Regions from separate parts of the Mus musculus genome. Here regions 1, 2, 4, 5 and 6 are each linked to region 3. The links are chromatin contacts, called in public HiChIP or PLAC-seq and promoter capture Hi-C maps. All regions are on one chromosome and are shown on one strand. The core of a region is the stretch at or near the end of the contact, and the rest is flanking DNA. Distances in the headings are between cores, read along the strand shown. Region 1 holds the start of Spg7 (SPG7, paraplegin matrix AAA peptidase subunit). Region 2 holds the start of Dpep1 (dipeptidase 1). Region 3 holds the start of Acsf3 (acyl-CoA synthetase family member 3). Region 4 holds the start of Mvd (mevalonate (diphospho) decarboxylase). Region 5 holds the start of Spata33 (spermatogenesis associated 33). Region 6 overlaps Piezo1 (piezo-type mechanosensitive ion channel component 1).

Region 1 (3,382 bases), core at 642-3,141, 290 kb after region 3:
GGGGATCTGATGCCCTCTTCTAGCCTCCCTAAGCACCAGGCACACACTAGGTGCCTTGCATGCAGGCAAAACATCCACACGTATAGAAATGAACTAAAATATTTACGGAGCGGGAGAGATGGACGCGTGTTGCTTTTTTGGAGGACCCAGATTGATCCCCAGCACCACCCGGGGGTTCACAATCACCTAAAATTCCAGTTCCAGGGCATTCAATGTCACGTTCAGACCTCTGAGGGCACCAGGCTGGCACATATACACTTACATATAAGCAGGTAAAACACTCAGCCCATACAATTAAATGATTTAAACTTTCACTTCTGCGTGGCACGGTGTGTGCATGCCTTTGATCCAGCCCTGAGGGGGCAGGGGCAGGGAGATCTCTTGTGAGTTTGAGACTGGCTAGGACTACATAGTAAGATAATTTTTATTTATTTATTTACTTCAGAGAGTTTGCTTGACATGAAGCCAGGCACCAGTCAGCACCGAGAAGGCTTATTGTTTGAATTATTTAGTGTTAAGGGACTTGGAGAGTACAGAAAGACATGGAGTGGAAGGAAAGGCACCGAGACTGCTTTGGGGGCTTTCTGCAGTTAGACTACCAGGCACCAGCCTGGCATGGACTAGCAGGACTCAGAGCTTCAGTGGCCCTGCCCAGGCCTGGGATTGCAGCTGTCCATGGGTGGGACAGCAAGCTCTCCCTTCTGTCTCTGCACAAATGAACTGTCAAAGCCAAATGGTATGAAGCTCGGGATGACGGGTGCTCCTCAGGGGCAGTGAGTATAATTAAGGGGGCTCTTAATTTGGTCATAAACACAGTCCACAGGAACAAAGAATGCTAGTGGTTGCCTGATGCTAAGGGAGTTGGAGAAATGGGTAGTAGACCACTAATGGCTATAAGGGGGGGAGGGGTCTGGAAAGATGGCTCAGTGGTTAAGAGCACTGTCTGCTCTTCCAGAGGACACGGGTCCAATCACCACTTTAAATGTTTTATTTAATGTGCACTGGTGTTTTGCTTGCATGTATGTCTGTGGGAGGTTGTCGAATCCCCTGGAACTGGAGTTACAGATGGTCATGAGCTGCCATGTGGGTGCTGGGAATTGAACCTGGATCCTCTGGAAGAGCAGCCAGTGCTCTTAACAGCTGAGCCATCTCTCCAGCCCCTCCAGTTCCGACTTTAGGAGCCCCCCTCCCTCCCTCTCTAAGATTGAGGGCACCGTTTTCCTACTCTGTATGTAGCTGCTGCCCTGTGGTCTCACACACCACTGGCTCTAAGTTGATTCTGTAGCCAGCCAGGGGCATCCCCCGGATCTCTGATGTTCAGAAAAACTGGTTCATTCTTGTCAGGCCGGCACACAGGAGACGGAGCTTGAGTTTGAAGCCAGACTGTTGCACAGCGATACTGTATTTAAAAAAACAAATAACCAAAACCAAGAGGCAGGTGGATCTCCGAGTTCGAGGTCAGTCTGGTCTACAGCGAGAGGACAGCTAGCACCACACAGAGAAACAACAAAATAAATACGTACAGGAAGGACGGAAGTGGCCAACAGGAACCACCAAATCGCACCCCAAAGAAAGAGATAACGTGAAAAGCGAATCGTGTATCCACTTGCCAAGTACTGGAAACCGCAACTTGGACTGTTAATAAAACACAAGAGAGAAAAATACCGGGTAACCGTAGCCTGTCTCTACGTGAACCCGCAGGCTGCGGGCTGCTAGCTTTCGCGCTGCGCACCCTGCTGACTCTCGAGGTTTCGCAGCTAACCTTGCGGATACCAGACGGTTCGGACCGCGCAGGCGTCGCCAGGAGCGCGCGACCTTCAACCCCGCGCAAGCGCAAAGGGAGGCCGCCCTCAAAAACCTGACCGTTAGGGCGGCCGGAGCCGCACTGCGCAGGCGCCGCTTTCGGCACCATGGCGGCCGCCTTGCTGCTGCTTCGCGGGCTCCGCCCCGGCCCGGAGCCCCGGCCCCGACGGCTGTGGGGCCTGCTCTCAGGCAGGGGCCCAGGCCTCTCGTCCGGGGCTGGGGCCAGGCGGCCGTACGCGGCCCGCGGGACTCCGGTTGGCCCGGCTGCGGCTGGAGGCCACGCGCCTCAGGTAACCCGCTCGGAGCCCGGCGGCGGCGGGTGTGGCGGGTCGGTCCGCGCCGACCGGAAGTGCGCCTGCACCTCGCTCTTCCGCAGGAGGATGGCTGCTGTGGGCTCCCCGGGACGGGAGGCAGCATCTGCCTCGGGTGGTTCGTCTCTCCCTGGCGTGTGTGAGAGAGACGCCCTGTATCACTGTCCCTGGCGGCTTCAAACTGAGTCCTGGTCACCCGTGCCTTTCCGTCCTCTTCTTTCTGGTCTGGAGGCAGGCGTTCATGTGTACTCGGAGCAGCCCTTGGACTCCCGATCCTTTTGCCCACATAGGTGGTGCACACTTGCAATTTCAGTATTTGCTGGTAGGACGAGGCCAGGAAGATTGTGAATTGGAGACTCAAACTGGGCTGTGGGTGAAAGTTAATTGACTTTTGTTTCTTCGGTTTTTTTGTTTTGTTTTGTGGCTGAGTCCAGTGAAATTCATTGATGGAGTTGATTGACACTTTCCCTTGGCCCCTCCCCTTCTTGGGAGGCAGTTCTAGGATGGAAACCGAGGAGGGAGAGATTCTCAATACACAGTTGAAGATGACTTTGAACTTTTGATGCTCCTGCATCCCCTCCCAAGTGCTGGGATTACATGCATGCGCCACTGTACCCAGTTTTAAGGAGGTACTGGGGATCAAATCCATAGCTTTCTGCATGCTAGGCAAGGACTTTGATTAGGCCTGTGTTGTTGTGGTATATGGTCTTAGTGTTACCTCGGTCTTTTTCTCTTTTTACAGAGTTTGCTATTGCGAATACTGACCCCTAGCTTTGAAGGTATTAGCGGATTGTTACTGAAACAGCATATAGTTCCAAATGCAGTCAGACTGTGGCCGCTTTCAGGTGTGTATGCATTGCATGGTCCATTACTGAGGGACACAGGTTTTACTGTAGTCCTATAAGAGCATAGTGGAAGAGGACAAAACCAAACAAACCAGGTCTTACATGCCTGTAATCTCAGCACTAAAACAGGGGCTGCCAGTTGGAGGTCAGGCAGAACTAGCTAGTGAAACCCTGCTGGCCCCCTGCTCACCCCCACCCCCCACCCAAAAAAACAAAAGGTTTTATGTTGTCTGAGAGCACAGCACTTGCTGCAGTGAGCAGGGCTCGCTGTGATGTTCAGTAGAGTAGCCTAGGAGCAGAAGGCCATGCTGTGTGTGCAGCAGCATCCACCATCTCAGGCTGTGTGCATGCACTCTAGTCTAAGAGTGGAGGCTCCTTGGCAGGTGACAAGTGACATAGGAGAACGTCACTAGTTAGACACTG
Region 2 (3,285 bases), core at 448-2,947, 410 kb after region 3:
CTGGTGTGTCTGAAGGCAATGACAGTGTACCCATGTATACATAAACAATCAATAAATCTTGTAAAAAAAATATATCAGAGATAAAAAAAAAAAACAAGACTCGCAAGGTGATGGCAGGACTTTAGGGCAGCTCTGGGCTTCCCGGGCTGTTGGGTGCTTCTGACCTTAAGCACTGCTGTCTCCGCTCAACAGGCCTTGTGGGCCTTCCCCCAGAAGCCCCACTCAAGCAGATGGAAAGCCTTCTGCAGCCTCATTCCCAGAGGAGATGGGAACCTAAGACTTGTCCTGGTGTCATTTGCCGGGGACCATTTATGAGGGGCTCCTGATTTAGCAACTTGCTAAGATGTTTCCTCTCCAGGGACTTTCAGAAGGATTAGTGAGCTTTCCCGGGTATGAGTATTAACATGCCGAGTGCCCTGCATCCTGTGCCTTCCCAGCATCTCACTGTGTGAGGAGACTGAGCCTCCAGGCAGAACCTGACAACCCCTAAATGAGCTAAGGATTCGGGAGTCATCTGGGGACCCTGCGTGTAGCCAGAGTTAGCAGGGATCTCAAAGCTACGCAAATGTGTGATGTACCCATTTGCTGGGTCGTTATCCTGAGCCCTCAGCTCCCCCAGGACACAGGCCTTGCTAGCCACGCCTCCCTAGTCCTGGTCCACCCTTGGACCCACAAGAGTATGGTCTCCTAATAGTGGCAGCCTGCACTGGGTGGCTAAGGGAGAGTTAATTGGCTCCAAGGGGAGAATTAGGGTATGGTTTGTCCCTGTCTGTCTGTCCTTGTCTGTCTGGCCCTGTCTGTCTGTGTCCCACTCTCTCACCTATAGATTGGCCCCCCAGTCTGGCTCTCCGGCTTTTTCACTGTCTTTGTCCTCTCCTAAAACCTGGGATCTCAATGTCTATGACATCACTGGCTAAATAGGTTGTCGTCGTCCATACACAGGATGACTGAAGCTCTGAGAGGGAGCAGTCCACACACAGTTACACAGCCAGGCCTAAGGGTGGGCCAGAGCAGGGGCAGAGGGCCCTGTGTGCTCCTTCCTATTGTGCCCTTCCCTGACGACCGACCTGGCCTTTCCTTCTGTCTTACCACCGGGACCACCCTGCTGTCTGCTTCCACAGAATCTTAAAGCCACAGAGAAGCCCTGCCTCCCGCTTACAGAGAGGCACCAGACCCTCCCACAGTTTCGAAAGGCCTGTTGTTCTGCCAGAGAACATTCCAATCTGAGGTTGCTGTTGTTTCTCCTTATGGTGAGGATGGAGAGAGATCAACCCTCCTTGTTGGAACAATGGATCCAAGGGCTCCCAGGGGTGGGCCTAACAGTGCTGGCTCATTCCTGGGTTGGGGAACTGGCTGTCCCAACTGGGAAGCACGGGTCATTTTCACTTCAGTAATGAGGGGAGTGATAAGGGGACCGGTCAGAAGACGGAGGAAAATATGTGACTCCAGATCCCAAGGCCACCTCAGGATATTGAGCTCAGCAGAATAAACTCAAGAGTGTGTACATACTTTGAGACCACAGCCCAAACTCCTCTTGTGGCTCCCTAACTCTGTTAGCCTGGTAAATGTTAACTCATTCGACCTCTGCGCTGGAGAGCTCAGGTTACTGGCTATGGCCCCAAAGGCCTATCATTCCCCAGACGGCTGACCCAGAGACCCGGACCCCACCGGATGCTCTGCGTTACTGAGGGCTTGCGTGCCTTTCGGAGACGAGGAACAGCTGACATGTGTGATACATTAGTCCTGTCTGCTCTCCTTGGCACTCTGTGGAGCCCCGGGGAGTTTCCCTTTTAAAGAGGTGGCCCTTCAAAGCTGGAGGACTCAGGAGCAGGCTGTCCCGTCTCTCTGGGTGTCAGCCACAGGACTGAAGCCACATTGGCACCCCTGACCCGCGTGTGCTCGTGGTGAGTGTTGGGGTGCTGGGAAGTAGCAGTGGGTGGAGGCCAAGCCGTAATGAGGGACAGAAAGCCCTTTCCACTCCTGGGTAGAAAAGATCCTGAGAGCAGAGGAAACTTACGGATAGACCGCAAACAGGACCTCAATGTGGAGGATGTCGTCGTCGAGCAACACCTTGAAGGGAGAGGCTCTGTGAGGCGAGGGTGTTCAGATGATAGACACGGAGGGGCAGGCAGAAAAAAAGTGTTCCCTCTGGATGCCCAGTCTGGTGTGGGGGAGGGTGAAGATGAAGCTAAAAGCGGGACCCTGTTTTAATGCAGGCAGGGCATTGAAAGCTGGGGTGATAAATGAGAAAGATGACCCTGTGGGGTAGAAAACTAGGAGCTATGTGGGACTCATAGGCAGGGTGAGGGGAGATATGAAGAAGTCACACCTGGGGATGGACTGGAGGTGTCAGAAGGAAGAACTACTCTTCAGGTGGCCTGCAACGTCATATGGCACAGCCCCTGAGGAGCTAGGCTTTGGGGACAGAGGTCAGGGTGAAGGTTTGGCTGTTGGTCCTGAAAATCTAGAGGTCTGAGGGATCTCTGTGCAGATGTCAGCCTGGTATACAGTTGGGAGACAGACTGGTCTGCTGAGCCACTGGTGACCCAGTGACGTCCCCCTGGGGAAAAGGCATACGGATAGATGATGGGCAAGCTACTGCTCCATATAGCCTCGCCAGAAGCCCTCGCTGGGGGCTCTAGTTTCGAGACCCCACAAGTAGTCATATGAAACTGAAGGCAGCATTGTAGACACCCAAGAAGGCATAGAACTGGGTGGTACCCGAGTGGCTGGGCGCATCCACCCCCGGGCCACCGGTAAGTGTGGCAGGGGCCATATGGAGAGTGTATGTCCTGACAGATGATAGGCCTATGTGGACACATGTGTCTACAGTTGTCTGGGCATCTGAGTATCTGCTTAATATGTGTGGAAAAGTCCACATATGGATTCCAAAGCACATCCATGTGTTTGGAGCTCTTTGTTTGGGAATGCCCAAGTGTTTCTGTCCGTGGTGACCAGCGTGAGCATGTGGGACCCGGGCAGGTCCGTGTCTGCGTGGATCCCTCTGTACAGAGAGTCACGTTCAGATGTGGATATGTATGCTCATACATGTCTACATGTATGTACATGTCTACTGAAGATGGTGTTTATGAGGGAGTACCTGTGTAACATGTAGTGTGTAACGTGTAGATTTACAGGCATACATGTGGAGTATGTTCTTACTGTTCGGGGATGCCACCCAACCAGTGTGTTGAGATGTCCCTGTGTTTGGACATGCGCTGTGACTTGTGATTATGGAGGGCATGAGATCATAGGTCTGAGGTCTATGTGCTGCAGTGCAGTTGT
Region 3 (3,515 bases), core at 270-2,769:
TGTTTGTTTGTTTGTTTTTGAGACAATCTTATGTATCCCAAGCTGACCTCAAACTCTCTATGTAGTCAGATAACCCTGAATTTCTAATCCTTTTGCTTCCACATTCTAAATACTGTGATTAACATGTCTTGTTTAGGCATAATCCTGGGGGTTATGCTAACAACTGAGCACTCCAAACCCAAATCCAGACTCTTGATGATTTCCAAGGCCCAGGGGTCACAGAATCTGTCTCCATTCTGGCCATGTTTAGGACTATGCTTTGGGTGTAGACATTTAAGCATAGAAGTCCTAGGGTCTGTGGTGTAAATCCCAATGTTAGACATTTTGATTCACGTTGATTCTCTGCCTCTTCCTCTCTTTGATCTCACTTGCCAAAAAAGGGAAAAGAAAAGGAAACAAAAAGTTTGTTAGAAACTGTATAACTTCAGAAGCCTCCTGAATTTTGTGTATGGCTATTGTAAAGACACCCAGTGCTCTCCTCAGAAGCCCACATCAGTACTAGGGCGTCTACCATCCTTCGCCTAAATCAGTTCCCTCACCAGTATGTCTCAATGGTAATGCTTAAAACTATATTAAAGCTACGTCTTGCTAACTCCAAATGTGCTTCATAATGAATCTTCCTGAAAGCCTAAGTCAAGAATCCGTGTTTTACCTACATGGAGGTCTGTGAGACTTCCCCAGCTGCTGCAGGGAGAGGAGTTTTGTCTATAGCTTTGCTGCCACTGACAAACAGACCTTAGTGTTTCAAGGTTTATCTTTACTGTACAGAAAGCATTTAGTATCCTACCCTAAAACTGGCTGTGGAGGCATAGATCTGTAATCCCTATACTCAGGAGGCTGAGGCAGTGGGATTACCAGGAGTTTAATGCCATCCTGTGCTACAGAATGAGACCTTGCCTCCATCCTGCCACAGTTCCTGGTCTGTGTCACAGAGGTGTGTTTAGCATATAGACCCCCCCAGCTGCAAGCCGAGGAACCCCTCTTCAGGGGCCAAGGGAGTCCATTTACATCCTGATTTGGCGAAGATGGTGACCACAGCTGTGTGGTCCCTTTGGCCACGGGAGCCATCATGCCTATTAAAATGATCGTTGAGAGCTGAGAATACAGCTCCAAGTCGTTGCGGTGCTTGTCTAGCATGTGTGAAGCCCCAGGTTTCATCCTTGGCACTACGTAAGCCGAATGTGGCGAAGCAAGCCTATAATTAGTCATCTCTCAAAAGGTAGAGGTAGGTTACCCTTAGCTACATTGCTGGCTTGGGCTACATGAGACCCTGTCTCAATAACAACAGTTAAATAGGACCCAATGCAAACAACTCACAGTACTTGTTCCATCAGGACAATGGATCCAGAGATCTGGTAACAGATGTCAGGCACCTAAAGGCCACTCTCTGCCAGTCCCTCTCAAGACTTGCGAGCAGATGGAGTATGCGAATGAGCAGGAACGTTCGTTCCCGGAACGCATTTCTCAGGCGCTGCATCCCGGGACGTATTAGATCGACGGACACTTTTCGCCTGCGGACACTTTTAGGTGTAGGACTCATTCCGGCCCGCTTCACCTACCTGGACAACCTCGCACTCCCGTGCCCCACCCCTGACACCCCCACCCCAACCCCGCCTGACCCCAGGTGAGCGCGCAGCAGACTACAAGAAAGGGGGTGTCGAGGTGAGCTGGAGCTGACCCGGGGGCCGTGGGACCTGTCGGGCAGGTGTCTGTCACAGCGTGAGGGACACTTCTGTAAGGACCCGGGATGACGTCACACGAAACCCCTCCCCGATTTGTTTGCGCCGAGCACCGTGTGGGATGCAGGTCGCCAGGGTCCTGGCTCGGATGGGTCCCGAGAGCCGACTAGGGCGTCAGGGACGGGACCAGCGTGCATGCGAGGAAGGGCTTCTGGATTTGGAAGCGGGTCCGGGAATTTCTCTAAAAGAGAAGTGTGTTGATTCTCATCCTGGAAGGGAGGGAACTTGCCTGTGGCTGACCACTAAGACCCGTGAGAGCCTCCAGATACTGCTGTAGGAGCACATCTAAGCCATAGGCTGTCCCGAGAGGGAGTCCTGAAATCGGAAATGCGCTAAGCGTTTTCAAGGCCAACGTGATTATTGTAAAACCGGTGTCCCTGCTGCCCTTGTCTCCAGACGGATGTAGACATACCTTTCTGATGACATCCCTGGACATGAAGTGGGTCAGGGAACCATGCACAGCCAGATGCCCTGAATAGACAGTGTTTTGCCCTAAAGAACTGGCTCTGGTTGGACGAGCTGGGAGTTAGCTCAATGCTGACAGATGTTTAATGATTGGGCCAGGCTCATGCTTGAAGACTTTCTTAGTTGGGGTTTCTATTCCTGCACAAACATTATGACCTAGAAGCAAGTTGGGGAAGAAAGGGTTTATTCAGCTTACACTTCCATGTTGCTGTTCATCACCAAAGGAAGTCAGGACTGGAACTCAAACAGGTCAGAAAGCAGGAGCTGACGCAGAGGCCATGGAGGGACATTCCTTACTGGCTTGCTTCCCCTGGCTTGCTCAGCCTGCTTTCTTATAGAACCCAAGAGTACCAGCCCAGGAATGGCACCACCCACAATGGGTCCTCCAACCCTTGATCACTAATTGAGAAAAGGCCTTGCAGCTGGATCTCATGGAGGCACTTCCTTAAGGGAGGCTCCTTTTTCTGTGATAAATCAGGCTTGTGTTAAATTGACACAAATCCAGCCAGTACAAAGACCAAAGTGGCTTTGGAGGCCTGCACTGGTCCCATTTCCATATATGAGAGAGTAAGACAGTGCCTCAGAGGGGACATGGTAGAACTTATAAGAACTGACGATGGCACAGCAGTGCCACCCCAGCATGAGTACAGCTGTCCACACAGGAATCAGTTTGCTCTTTCCTCTACCACCCTCTCTGACCTGTCACCCCAGGGTCAGTGTGTCCTCCTCATGGGGGCCACTGTTCTTGCTGGTGTGGGTGTCTCCTCACAGAATGAGGGCCCCATGGGTAACTGTAACTGAGTCTATTCCACAAGGAGCCTGGCTTGATACCTCCTGATGCCCAGTGTCTGTCCATGGCTACCAACGTTCAGGGCTCAGGACTCTACCCCAGAGGTCCTGGAGCTGCATCAACTCTGCCTGCTCCAAATCTTGTGACCACCCTACTGTGTTGCTTATGCCTGGTTAGCCAGGTTGACTCAGCCCTACCACCTCATGGGGTACGGAGGTGTCCAAAGGAGGGTGCCAGATAGATTGGTGGAGGCCAGCGCTCTATTACACAAGTGTGTTTGAGTGTCTCTGATCTACTTATGCTTTTCAAAGGACCATTGGCTAGTGTCAGTTAATGCCATGATCACTTGTGTGAGCGTACTGTATGCACAACTTTTGTGTCCCTAAGGTCGTAGTGTTAATGCAACAAGGGGGGAAGGTTTGCACGTATTTGTGCTACTGCTAAGAGGGCTTCTTTCTCATGATCCAAGCTCTTGCCCTCCCTAGGACTAGAGGCCTGTATCAGGAGGGCTCTCCCATGCC
Region 4 (3,649 bases), core at 129-2,628, 330 kb before region 3:
AAAGGCTTTAAAGCAGCCACCATGGAAGTGCTCCAAGCAGCAACCACGCAAAGAAGAAATGGCCCGCAAAGAGATGAAGTAAGAAATGGGGAGCTGGAGAGATGGCTCAGTGGATAAGAGCGCCGATTGCTCTTCCAAAGGTCCTGAGTTCAAATCCCAGCAACCACATGGTGGCTCACAACCATCTGTAATGAGATCTGACCCCCTCTTGTGGTGCACCTGAAATAGCTACAGTGTAATTATTTATAATAATTATTTATAATAATAAATAAATCTTTGGGCCAGAGAGAGCTGGGGTTGACTGGAGCAAGCAAAGGTACTAAATTCAATCCCCAACAACCACATGAAGGTTCACAACTATAATGTACTCATATACATTAAATAAATTAATTAAATCTTAAGGGTTGGCGTAGCACTGGTGGGAATACCAGCTGGGTACTGCCACCCCAGGGAACCCACAGATCATTAACAGAATGAAGAACTGACTCTTGTTCTCCCAGAGCTGCCAGGGCATTCTTCCTAGGAAGGATGAAAGTTCACACCAAAACCTGCCCATAAATGTGGCAGCAGTTTTCCTGGTAACAACAGAGCCCCTGTTCTAGGGCCTAAGCAACAGTGGGCAATGAAATCCTGCTGCGTCCACCTGGATAATCCTCGGGAAGAGCGTGCGTACTGAAACGAGCCAAACTCAAGAATCTACAGGCTGCGTGGATCCACTTCTAAATGACCACGGTGGAAGGAAGAGCAGAGGGAGACTGGGGTGAGAAGCCCTGGTCCCGGCAATACCTCCCCAGTTTACAAGTGTCACCAGGGAGGGAGGAAGATCTGCCCCTCACCAGCGCCCCTCGGATCCCTGCATGGCAACGCCCCCTTCATCCCTGAGCTACCCTCCCAGCCTTCTCCAGCCCAGCTACTCCAGATCCGGGACATTGGTCTTTCCCTCCAGCCCTAGGACCCTGAATCCCGGCAGCAGTGACCCTCATCTCCAGCCCTGTGCACATCGATCCCGGCACCTGTGCCCCGGTCTCCAACTCCCAGGCTCCCCGATCCTGGTTGTAGTAACCCCCATTTCCACCACTGTGCCCATGGATCTGACGGTGGCGAACTTCCCCCTCATTCCAGCCTGGAGGATCCCCTTTCCAGCCCAGCTACTCTGGAACCCGACCCTCGAGCCCAGGGGTCCCAGTGACTACAGCCTCCAGCTCTATGCCCCGATCCCGGCCGAGGTGACTGTTGTCTCCAGCACTCACAGTACTTGATAACTGCGATGTTGACCGGCGCCGTGCAGGTGACCATTAGGTCCTGAGGCTTTTCTGAGGCCATAACTGAGATGCTGGAGTCCCGAGCTAGAGAGCCCAGCACCGATTACCCGGTGTCTACAGACTCACGCGCTGCCATATGATTGGCCCGCTGGCCGGGCTTTTCCCGTGCTGTCCAATAGGCGACAGGCCGAGCCCATGATCCACTTTTTAGCCTATGGACAGGATCGAATGATGTGCGGCTGACACTGAGCCCGCCCCCGGTGCCTGCAAGCTCGTGGCTGCGAGCGAGAGGCGGGGTCCGCTCAGGGAGTGGAATCTACGCATGCGCAGGAGGTGGTATCTGCGCAGGCGTAGGAGGCCTCCTTCTTACAAAGGTTCCTCCTTCTGGCACAAGCACCACTGGATAGCCTGAGTGACCGTCGGGACAGCGGGGCCATCTGCTGCTGAAACAGCGGAGCTGAAAAAGGATACGCATCTAGCCTCTACGCTGCATGAAAAGCTCACTAGACGGTGAATCCGGAGGGATCCGCAGCCCAAGGTCGCGCCCGAGCCCCACATCCTGGAATCTTCTACATTCACAATCTGACTTCTCTTGTCACAACCTCCAGTCTCCTGGTCCCACAGTCTGGGGTCTCACAGCTTGCCTGAGGTGTCCAGCCGCCGCGCCGGCGGATGTACTGCATCCGAGATGGGCATTTTCTCTCCCAAGCTCCACACAAGCAAGAATTTTGTCGTTTTTTTTTTTTTTTTTTCCGTAGCTGAAATGGATCGGCACATTTCTGTGTCATTCTTACGGTACAGTTTAGTGACCTTTAGTATATTTACTTGATACAACCGTCACCTCTGTTTCCAGAACTAACCATCCATTCTCCAACAGAAACAGATACAACTTCCTGGTTCCACCTCCTGTAAAATCGTGGCTGTTGAATGGCTTAGAGTTCCGAAGATGTGCGAGCACACGATACCCACCCAGGCCACCAGTTCTGTTCCTAGGAGTGTGGATGGTACCTAATCCTTTCACAGCCTTCTGGCTGACATTTTCTACACAGTGAATGGGAGTTGCTTTTTTTTTCCATGCTGCTTTTTCTACGTCTGAGTTTCTTGGACACTTTCCAGCTGCACACCAAAACAGCTTCCTTGTTTGTCTAGACCGTCGGTAATTGACTCAAGCCGTCCCCCTTGGAAGCCATGCACCGGACTTTCCTTGCATTGTGTATAAGAGTGCTTGCGTAGATTCCTAGAAGTGGATGAACCAGCCAAGCAGCTATGTGCCTGGGGCGATGTTGATAGCTGTTGGCCGGCTGCCATCTTGGAAGCTGGATCGATTGCTCAGCTCTCTCTGCTAGAGCGAGAGTGTGTGAATAGGCCTTCTGCGCCACAGTAGACAGCCTGTCAGTCAGGCTGACAGCTGACCAATGGGAGTTCACTATTGTTTCCTTGTGGCTTGTGAGATGGCTCGTATTTTCAATTTCTCTTGCAATAACTTTTCTGCTTCATACACACACACACACACACACACACACACACACACACACACACCAGCAGAAAGGTGGTGTGTTTAATCCCAACACTCAGGAGGCAGAGGTCAGGTGGATTTCTGTAAATTCCAGGGCAGCCTGATCTACAGAGTAAGTTCCAGGGCTACACAGAAACCATGTCTTGAAAAAACCTAAATAAATAAACCCAAAGAAGAAGAAGGGGGGAGGATGTCTCTGTGAGTTCAAGGCCAGCCAGAAGTTCACTGTGAGATCCTGTCTCTAAAAAATAAAAACAATAAGTTAAAGAAAGAAGAGAACAATTAATTTACTCCGGAATGAATAGTTTCACCCATGGGTATTTTTGTACATTATCAGGTACAGAGACCAAGGTCACCTCATGAGCTGAAGGACACCAGTACCTGAAACCCCATATACTTTGAAGCTAAGAGTCAGTAGTAGGTCATCTCTCTACTCATCAAATGTTGTAAATGTCTGTCATGTTTGTGAAGTTCACTGTTAGGTCAGGGATACACACATGCATGAGACATGAAGGGAGGAGAGTCCACCAGGGCTGAGTGACCATCTGCTTGCACCTCAGAGCTTGGTCTGAACAGGCCAGCAGAGGGGACCAACGTGCAGCTGTGGTTCCCAGCCCAGGCACTGGGGACAGAAAACCTCTAAAAGCAACCTCAAAAGGGAGGATGCTGTTTGTGGATTTCTGTGCCCCTGTCGCTTGTCCCTTTGAACTCAGTTCCCTAGAGAAGTCTTCAGAGGTCAGAGTTGTTCCAGAGCACCTGGCCGGCCTGGGTAACCATAGAGACTGGTAGAGAGGTAGATTTCATCCAAGGGTTCTGGTTCCTTGTCAAAAACAAAAACAAAAAAAACAAGAAACAGCTCAGTGCAGGGCTG
Region 5 (3,221 bases), core at 49-2,548, 440 kb after region 3:
TTTTGTTTTGTTTTTCGAGACAGGGTTTCTCTGTATAGCCCTGGCTATCCTGGAACTCACTTTGTAGACCAGGCTGGATTAAAGGCGTACGCTACCACGCCTGGCTCAGTCTAGGATTCTTACGTCTTCTACAACAATGACACAGTACTTTAGCTTTCTACATTTCAGAAAGCAGTTTAAAAACAAAACAAAACCTCCATTACAGCCCTAGGCGGTGGCACAGACCTTTAATCCCAGCAGTGGGGAGGCAGAAGTAGGCAGATCTCTGAGTTCAAGGGCAGCTTGGTGTATACAGTAAGTTCTAGGCCAGCCAAGGCTACATAGAGAAGCAGTCTCATACAAACAAAAACTCTATGATACTAGCCCATAAAACCTATTATGAGTTCCTTGGGAGTCTAGAGGTTGGAGCCACGGCAGGTCGAAGTGACTCGTGACTCATACTGCTACGGGTGGTTCCCTTCCAACCTGTTAACCTAAGGTTAACCGGGCCCTCCTACTAGGAGGGAACCCAAAATCCTACTGTTTGGCACTTGAACTCCTTTGTATCTTAATTACTATTTCTCTGGGTACTTTTCTGGTGCCTTCTGACCACACTCCGTTGTCCCCAAACAGAAACAAAACAAACAGGGAGAGTGGCTAGTGGAAGTGGCCTGGATCGGGGGTCGGGTGTAGGATCATTTGGACAAGATTCAGGGTTTGGATCCCGGGCGTGGGGTGCAGGCCTGGGGAGATCTGGTAAAGAAACAAGACCCAGGGGTAAGAGCTGGCTGGGGGTCTGGAATCAAGAATCGGGAGCTGGCTTCTGCTGGGTTGTGCGATCGAGGCCCAGGAGAGGGTTTCAGCTAGGATGTCAGGGTTCAGGCACCGGGTCGGGTCCTGGTGGCTACACGGGCTGCAGGCCCCAGGGCAGGTCCTAGTCGGAGGTCTCGAGCCCAGTGAGCTGGGGGCGGGTCCCGGTCCGAATACAGGGTATAGACTATGGGTCCCAGGCCCGGGGGGATAGAGTCTGGGGCTGAAGCCCGGGGCGGGTCCGGCTGGGTTATGGGGCTGAGGCGAGACGTCCGCAGACTCCCGCTCCGACCCCGAAGTGGATGACAGCCCCTTACCGTCCATGGCCGGTCGGGCTAGCACAGCCCTCGGGGCGGCGCAGGGGACGCGATGTTACGGACCCGCTGTCTCCGCGAGGGCTTCCGGGGTCGCCACCGCTTCCGGTCGCGCGGCCGGCTGTCGCGAGAAGATAGCTCCGGGGCGGGGCTTGGGCGGGGCCTGGGCGGGGCTCAGGCACGGCTCGCGCGGCACGCGGTTGCCATGGTAATGAGCTCCCGGAGCCTAGTGTGGGTTTTGTGAGTCGGTCGGGTTAACCGGCCCCGAGGCCGCCCGGCTGGAGCGGCGGGGTCACCTATGGGCCAGTCGAAAAGCAAACCCAGAGAGAAGAAAGGTAAAGGGCGCCGCCTGGCGGCGAGGCCCGCCCTCCGTGCGGGCGTCCGCGGGCTGTAGGTCTAACGGCTTGTCCGTCCGTGTGTTTCAGAGGAGGAGAAGAGCACTACCACTTTAGTTACAAAGTCTAAGGAGAAAGTAATGGAGAAGGAGGCCAAGCAGTCTGACAAGGAGTCGCAGCCTGCCGAAAGCCTGTTGTTCGCGACATCCAAGCACTCAAGGCCGTCGTCTTCGTCTGAAGGTAGGGAGATCCAGAGGAGACCGGCCGCGGCAAGGCAGCAGGGATGGGACCTCTTTCTAAGGATGATGACCCGGGAGGTAAATATTACAGGGTTCTCGGTGCAGGGAAGGTGAGCGAGAGCACTGCCCTTGGCTCTAGGCTAGGCTATAACAGGGATTTCAAGGGCATCTTGTATATCTGGAGACCCTGTTTCAGAAGGAAAAAAGAAATTGAGACGAAACTTGAGCGATCCATAAAGTGTTCCCCAAAGAGGGTTAGTAGGGTGCTCTCTGGTCCCACAGTGATCCCTTCAACATGTTACAGCTTGGAGCAGAATTCTCCTCGGGTGATTGGCCAGGCTGCTGTGTGACTGACTCCTGAGCGGAGAGGGCTTGGTGTCCCTCAGCCTGGCCACAAAGATGGGAGGGCGTCTCAAGGTAGAAAGGACCGTGAGTGGGACAAAAGTGTTTCTTTTCACACCCAGCATTTGGCAGACACCAGAAACTGCTGCGAATTCCACTTTTCCCCGAGGCAGACGTTTGGCCTGTTTCTACCTTTTATAGTAGCTTGGTATGGCCACACAGAAGGAAACGTACAGAGCCTTCCGACACTGTGACACCCCCCCCCCCCCCATTGTCAGAAATAGAACTGTTGCAGGTTTAAAACAAGGAAGGCATTAGGAATTGGATGCTTTGTCTTTCTGGTTCCAGAATGGAGGCCTGTATGAAAAACAGAGCCCTAGGAGGACCTACCCCAGGCTCACTGCCGGAATCTGGTGGAAGCCAGAGGCGCAGTAGCCGAGGACAGTTGAGAAGGATTGGAGGTAGAAAGCACAGACCCTCCTCTCATTTGAGAAAGAGGTTGAGGCACCCATGGGTCTTGGGGAGGCAGTTTGAAATCCAGGTGCTGGGACTGGATTTCTGAGGTCTGACCTTGAAGCTTAGGGGCCCCTCATCTGAGGCTAGAAGGCTACACAGAGGCTGCAGACCTAGGGAGGCTTGTGATGTGATATCTGTCGATCAGGGCGCTTTTAGCTGATGACAGAAAAGCCAACTAAACAAGATTTTGTCACCCTGTGGTTTGATGTCTCACCAAAGATGGGTCAGAGATGGCGACCACCACCACCATGCCTGGCATCGGCATCGAGGACTCTGTGCTCCATTGTGTCGCTTTCAACCTCAGGAATGTCTTCCTTCACAGTGCCAAGGGATCTGGAAGGCTGCAGCCTCACAGGCACACAGACCATGCTGACCCTTAAGAGATGTGGGGCCTTGCTTGCTATTGGCAAGGAAGCCTTTCTGAGATAGGCTTCATCTGCCCAGCCTCTCTAAGATGGCTCCAGCTCTACAAGTTTGTAAGGCATCAGGGTAGACAAGGCCTTTGCCAGCGAGGAACTCCCCATTTGAAGGCCACCGGTGACACCTGTCATACAGCGTCAACATCTGGAGGAAATGCAGGTGGACATGAAGAGAAAACCAAGTGAGTCTGGTGTCAAGAAAAGATGATGGAGCAGGCTCAGCAGTCACAGGAACAAAGCCACTGACACATGCGACCCTGGAGGGAG
Region 6 (3,285 bases), core at 93-2,592, 260 kb before region 3:
CTGGGGAGCAGGGAAAGATGCTTTACCCTGCAGCCTGCTTGGCAAGCTTAAAATTCAGACCCCGAGGTTCTGTGTGTGTTGAGTGCGGGAGAGGCTAAAGTTAATTTATTATTGTTTTTAAGAATTATCTATTTATTTTACGTATATGAGTACACTGTCGATGTCTTCAGACACACCAGAAGAGGGCCCCAGATCTCATTATGGTTGTAAGCCACCATGTGGTTGCTGGGAATTGAACTCAGGATCTGTGGACGAGCCGTCAGTGCTCTTAACTACTGAGCCATCTCTCCAGTCCCGCGGCTAAAGTTTAACTGTTATCAAGTTTCAGTCAGGAAAATGAGATGGTCCTGGGGTGGCCATTAGTGACATATGAGGATGTGCCTAATGCCACCACACTATCAAAAATAGATTAAGATGACAAACTTCGTGGATAGATGTTTTACCGGAATAAATACATGAACGGTGTCCAAAATCTGTGATGGGCTCCAGAAACCAGAGACCCAAGATGGCAAGGGGTAGGGACTTCCATGCCTGGCTTCCTGGCAACGAGGAAATGTGAGATGGGCTACTGAGATTGAGGCCTGGCTACTCCTAATCCCAGGTAGGGCCAGGAGAACCCTACATAGCTGTATGTGCCAAAGGTAGATGAAATGCAAGGTGAGGCACCAGGGACCAGGCGAGGGGAACGCCCTGTCCTGCCTCAGCAACACAGGTCAGCTTGGGAGATGCACAGGCCCTGAGCTCTGCCCTTTCCCCTGCCTCTTTTCCTTCCTGCCTGCCCTCCGTGTAGAGCGGTCCCAACACTGTACAGAGAAATAAAGGCTACGTCCAGAGACGAACACTCTACCCAAGGAAACAGGCTCAGAGGCACAACTTGACACTCCAGGGTCTCGTTCTCAGTCATCATTCCTCCAAGATTATCACCCCTCAAGAGCAAGAAGAGCGAGCCAGGAGAGCGAGTCCCGCCTGGGTCAGCCGTGCAGCTCTTGCTTCTGGGAAGAGAGGGAAAGAAACACTAAGAGGCAACACAACCTGGCTGTGTCGGGATGCAGGGTTCCCAGGTGCTCCCTGGTCCCGGTGGTGTGGCGTATTGGTTGAAACACATTGATGTGACTGTCACAACCATGACTTTAGCAGTGCAGAGGACAGAGGTGAGATGTTATTTATCACAAGCAGCCTGAAGGAGACAGCCTTCCTTGTCTTTGTCCTTGAAGGTTAGCTGCCACCTAACTGCAGGAGAGGGGTCATGGGGGACAAAGACATTCCTCAAAGAGGGCAGAGCCTCAGACTGCTCTGGTGGAGCTGCTGGGCAAAGCCTGTGATTTCACAGGAAACAGGCCTTTCCTGAGCCAGCAACAATAGGGACAGCCAGAGGCAGGAAGGGCCCCTTGCAGGCCAGCACATACTTAACCCTTTATAGACCCTCACCCTACAGCACAAAGCTGAAGACCCTTGCTAACATCCACTCTGGGGTCCTCAAGCCATAGCTGAGGGCTAATGAAGTCCACCGGGTGGCTCCCCTGGACTCTGAGTGACCCAGAGCAGAGCAACGGTTTGCTCGTCGTTGTGGGAACCGGGTCAGGGAGGGAGGGGTAAGGGTAATAGGACCACACACAACTTTTAGAGTACACCACACAGAAGGTTTGTCACCACCCCTCCTCCACCATGAGCATGAAGATGGGCCTGCAGATTGGGCTGTAAGGGAGACCTCACCTACTCAAGAAGCCCCAGCCTGGCCCAGGGTCTGTCAGGGTAGGAGACGAGAATCCACCACTCCCTGGAGGCTCTTTGAGCCAGCTGCTCCCATATGTCTCTGGTCAAAGAAGCCTTACAGCGACCTCCCAAAGCAGATGCCAGACACATTTGTAAATGGCTCTGGAAATGAGTCTGAAGCACACGGCAGATCTGTGGGGAGCTTCCCCTACCACAGCCAGTGCTGGACAGACGGACGGAAAGGTGCAGAGATACAGTGTGTGCTTGAGATGACCGGATCCTTTGGAGGGATGGGCTGTGTCAACAGGGAGAGAACACAGTGAAGGTTCACACTAGTCTGCATCAACGCAGCAGGCCGTCCAGCCCAAGTGGAGACAAGCAAGCGTCCAGTGCAGGAACAGCATGGTTTCTTCGAGGGAAGCCTGGGTGAAGAGCAGACTCACCTCACCCTACCATCTCGGCCCAGCACAGAAACAAGGTTGAGGGTCTCATATAACCCCCCACCCCACCATTGTCACTCCTGTCTGCACAAGAGAGGGAACAGGTTTGGATGGCCTGCCCTCCTAGTCTCTAGGCTACCTCCCTCTGAGAAGGGAGGAGAGTCTCTCTAGGCCAAAAGAAAGACCTCGGTGAGCAGAGAGAGTTGAGCAGAGGCCCCAACAGGAGAGACCAGGCTAGCCCAAAGGACTGCAACCCATCTCTAGGGCAGGGCAGGGCAGGGCAGGGCAGGGCCTGCTTGGGACCCTGGGGCAGCCACAGTCTCAGCCCTGGAGGAAGTGGTGTCTAGACTGGCAAAGAGCTACAAGGCAGAGCAGAGCCTGGAGTCCTTCTATGGTCCCAGCTATGCAGCAGCCGTGTCCAGTGGTGGAGCAGAGACTCCGCTGAGACCCTGGGTCCCACAGAGGAGTACGCTGTCCAAAGAGGCCATAGCTGCCAGGCTGGGAGAGGCTCAGCAAGGTGTGTTCGGGGCCCAGAAGTAACCAATACCCTCAGAAGACTACTTCTCGGAAGGGCAGCCTCTGTCCCACCCCATGGCCTTGCACACAGGCCTGGACAATGCCACATGCAGGCCAATGTCTGTCACAATCCTGGGGTAGGTATCAGTCTCACAAGTGTCCCCGAAAACTTGGTTTTCCAGGGATCAGAGACAGGGGTCAGAGGAAGCAAGCTCTACGCTCCAGGGTCCATCTGACCAGGATCCTGGACACATCAATGGCTAGAACTGACCACCATTGGAGCTGAGCAGCCGATAGATCATAAGAATCTGTGAATGTGCCGGGCGTTGTGGCGCACACCTTTAATCCCAGCACTCGGGAGGCAGAGGCTGGCAGATTTCTGAGTTGGAGGCCAGCCTGGTCTACAAAGTGAGTTCCAGGACAGCCAGGGCTATACAGAGAAACCCTGTCTCGAAAAACCAAAATAAAAGAGAAGAAAAGAAAAAGAAAAAGAATCTATGAGTGTGAGGGTCTGTGAACTGGGCCCCTGTCCCCACAATGCACCACAGACTGCCTAGTCACCAGTGGGTGTGGTAAGTGGCCTGAGGTGAGTCCCTGTCCCTAGTGTGATTTATGT

Evidence for each region. Promoter capture Hi-C pulls out the DNA fragments that hold promoters and counts their contacts. HiChIP or PLAC-seq counts read pairs in DNA pulled down with a chosen protein or histone mark. Capture Hi-C pulls out chosen DNA fragments and counts their contacts.
Region 1: a promoter capture Hi-C map of liver shows a contact between it and region 3, with 2.5 times the contacts expected there. The contact joins the promoter of Spg7 here to the promoter of Acsf3 in region 3. A contact is called at or near these places in 3 of 39 promoter capture datasets (frontonasal cranial neural crest, hippocampal neurons and liver), 2 of 484 Hi-C or Micro-C datasets (embryonic stem cells and uterus), 3 of 115 datasets of contacts at active chromatin or transcription factors (bone marrow-derived macrophages, epiblast stem cells and pancreatic cancer cells) and 2 of 9 other capture datasets (liver and pancreatic islet).
Region 2: a contact with region 3 is called in a promoter capture Hi-C map of embryonic stem cells, with 2.8 times the contacts expected there. The contact joins the promoter of Dpep1 here to the promoter of Acsf3 in region 3. A contact is called at or near these places in 7 of 39 promoter capture datasets (the C10 cell line, embryonic stem cells, frontonasal cranial neural crest and 3 more), 1 of 484 Hi-C or Micro-C datasets (bone marrow-derived macrophages), 1 of 115 datasets of contacts at active chromatin or transcription factors (stem cell-derived neural progenitor cells) and 2 of 9 other capture datasets (embryonic stem cells and macrophages).
Region 4: an H3K4me3 HiChIP or PLAC-seq map of embryonic stem cells shows a contact between it and region 3, with 3 times the contacts expected there. The contact joins the promoter of Mvd here to the promoter of Acsf3 in region 3. A contact is called at or near these places in 13 of 39 promoter capture datasets (cranial neural crest, embryonic stem cells, hematopoietic stem and progenitor cells and 7 more), 2 of 115 datasets of contacts at active chromatin or transcription factors (bone marrow-derived macrophages and embryonic stem cells) and 2 of 9 other capture datasets (embryonic stem cells and pancreatic islet).
Region 5: a promoter capture Hi-C map of embryonic stem cells shows a contact between it and region 3, with 4 times the contacts expected there. The contact joins the promoter of Spata33 here to the promoter of Acsf3 in region 3. A contact is called at or near these places in 7 of 39 promoter capture datasets (cranial neural crest, embryonic stem cells, fetal liver and 3 more), 2 of 484 Hi-C or Micro-C datasets (CD4 T cells and embryonic stem cells), 9 of 115 datasets of contacts at active chromatin or transcription factors (bone marrow-derived macrophages, embryonic stem cells, fetal liver and 5 more) and 4 of 9 other capture datasets (adipose tissue, embryonic stem cells, liver and 1 more).
Region 6: a contact with region 3 is called in a promoter capture Hi-C map of liver, with 2.1 times the contacts expected there. The contact joins the enhancer-like site here to the promoter of Acsf3 in region 3. A contact is called at or near these places in 7 of 39 promoter capture datasets (3T3-L1-derived adipocytes, frontonasal cranial neural crest, hippocampal neurons and 4 more), 1 of 484 Hi-C or Micro-C datasets (embryonic fibroblasts), 1 of 115 datasets of contacts at active chromatin or transcription factors (stem cell-derived neural progenitor cells) and 2 of 9 other capture datasets (embryonic stem cells and liver).

Annotation. Positions count from the first base shown.
Region 1 is chr8:123,063,617-123,066,998 of GRCm38.p6, forward strand. It overlaps Spg7 (SPG7, paraplegin matrix AAA peptidase subunit), which reads left to right and starts at 1,892. Exons shown (of 17, transcript NM_153176.5): 1 at 1,892-2,093; 2 at 2,857-2,959. The coding sequence starts at 1,911.
Region 2 is chr8:123,184,538-123,187,822 of GRCm38.p6, forward strand. It overlaps Dpep1 (dipeptidase 1), which reads left to right and starts at 1,698. Exons shown (of 11, transcript NM_007876.2): 1 at 1,698-1,904.
Region 3 is chr8:122,773,967-122,777,481 of GRCm38.p6, forward strand. Acsf3 (acyl-CoA synthetase family member 3) reads left to right here and starts at 1,520. Exons shown (of 10, transcript NM_144932.4): 1 at 1,520-1,624. Gm39271 (a long non-coding RNA gene) reads right to left here and starts at 1,482. Exons shown (of 3, transcript XR_879309.2): 1 at 1,318-1,482; 2 at 1-367.
Region 4 is chr8:122,442,044-122,445,692 of GRCm38.p6, forward strand. It overlaps Mvd (mevalonate (diphospho) decarboxylase), which reads right to left and starts at 1,379. Exons shown (of 10, transcript NM_138656.2): 1 at 1,251-1,379. The coding sequence starts at 1,323. 9330133O14Rik (RIKEN cDNA 9330133O14 gene) reads left to right here and starts at 1,613. Exons shown (of 1, transcript NR_045696.1): 1 at 1,613-3,649. It overlaps Gm20735 (predicted gene, 20735), which reads right to left. Exons shown (of 3, transcript NR_015497.2): 3 at 3,225-3,598.
Region 5 is chr8:123,211,560-123,214,780 of GRCm38.p6, forward strand. It overlaps Spata33 (spermatogenesis associated 33), which reads left to right and starts at 1,299. Exons shown (of 3, transcript NM_177279.4): 1 at 1,299-1,438; 2 at 1,529-1,678. The coding sequence starts at 1,402. It overlaps Chmp1a (charged multivesicular body protein 1A), which reads right to left and starts at 1,229. Exons shown (of 7, transcript NM_145606.3): 1 at 1,107-1,229. The coding sequence starts at 1,113.
Region 6 is chr8:122,516,364-122,519,648 of GRCm38.p6, forward strand. The region is part of intron 1 of Piezo1 (piezo-type mechanosensitive ion channel component 1); the gene reads right to left. Among named protein-coding and RNA genes, the nearest start is that of Gm26497, 2.7 kb to the right of the region's middle. Within about 2 kb of position 1,343, at least 60 of the 459 cell types and tissues checked have an H3K27ac peak or open chromatin away from gene starts, as enhancers often do. A contact at or near this core is called in liver, where this site is marked.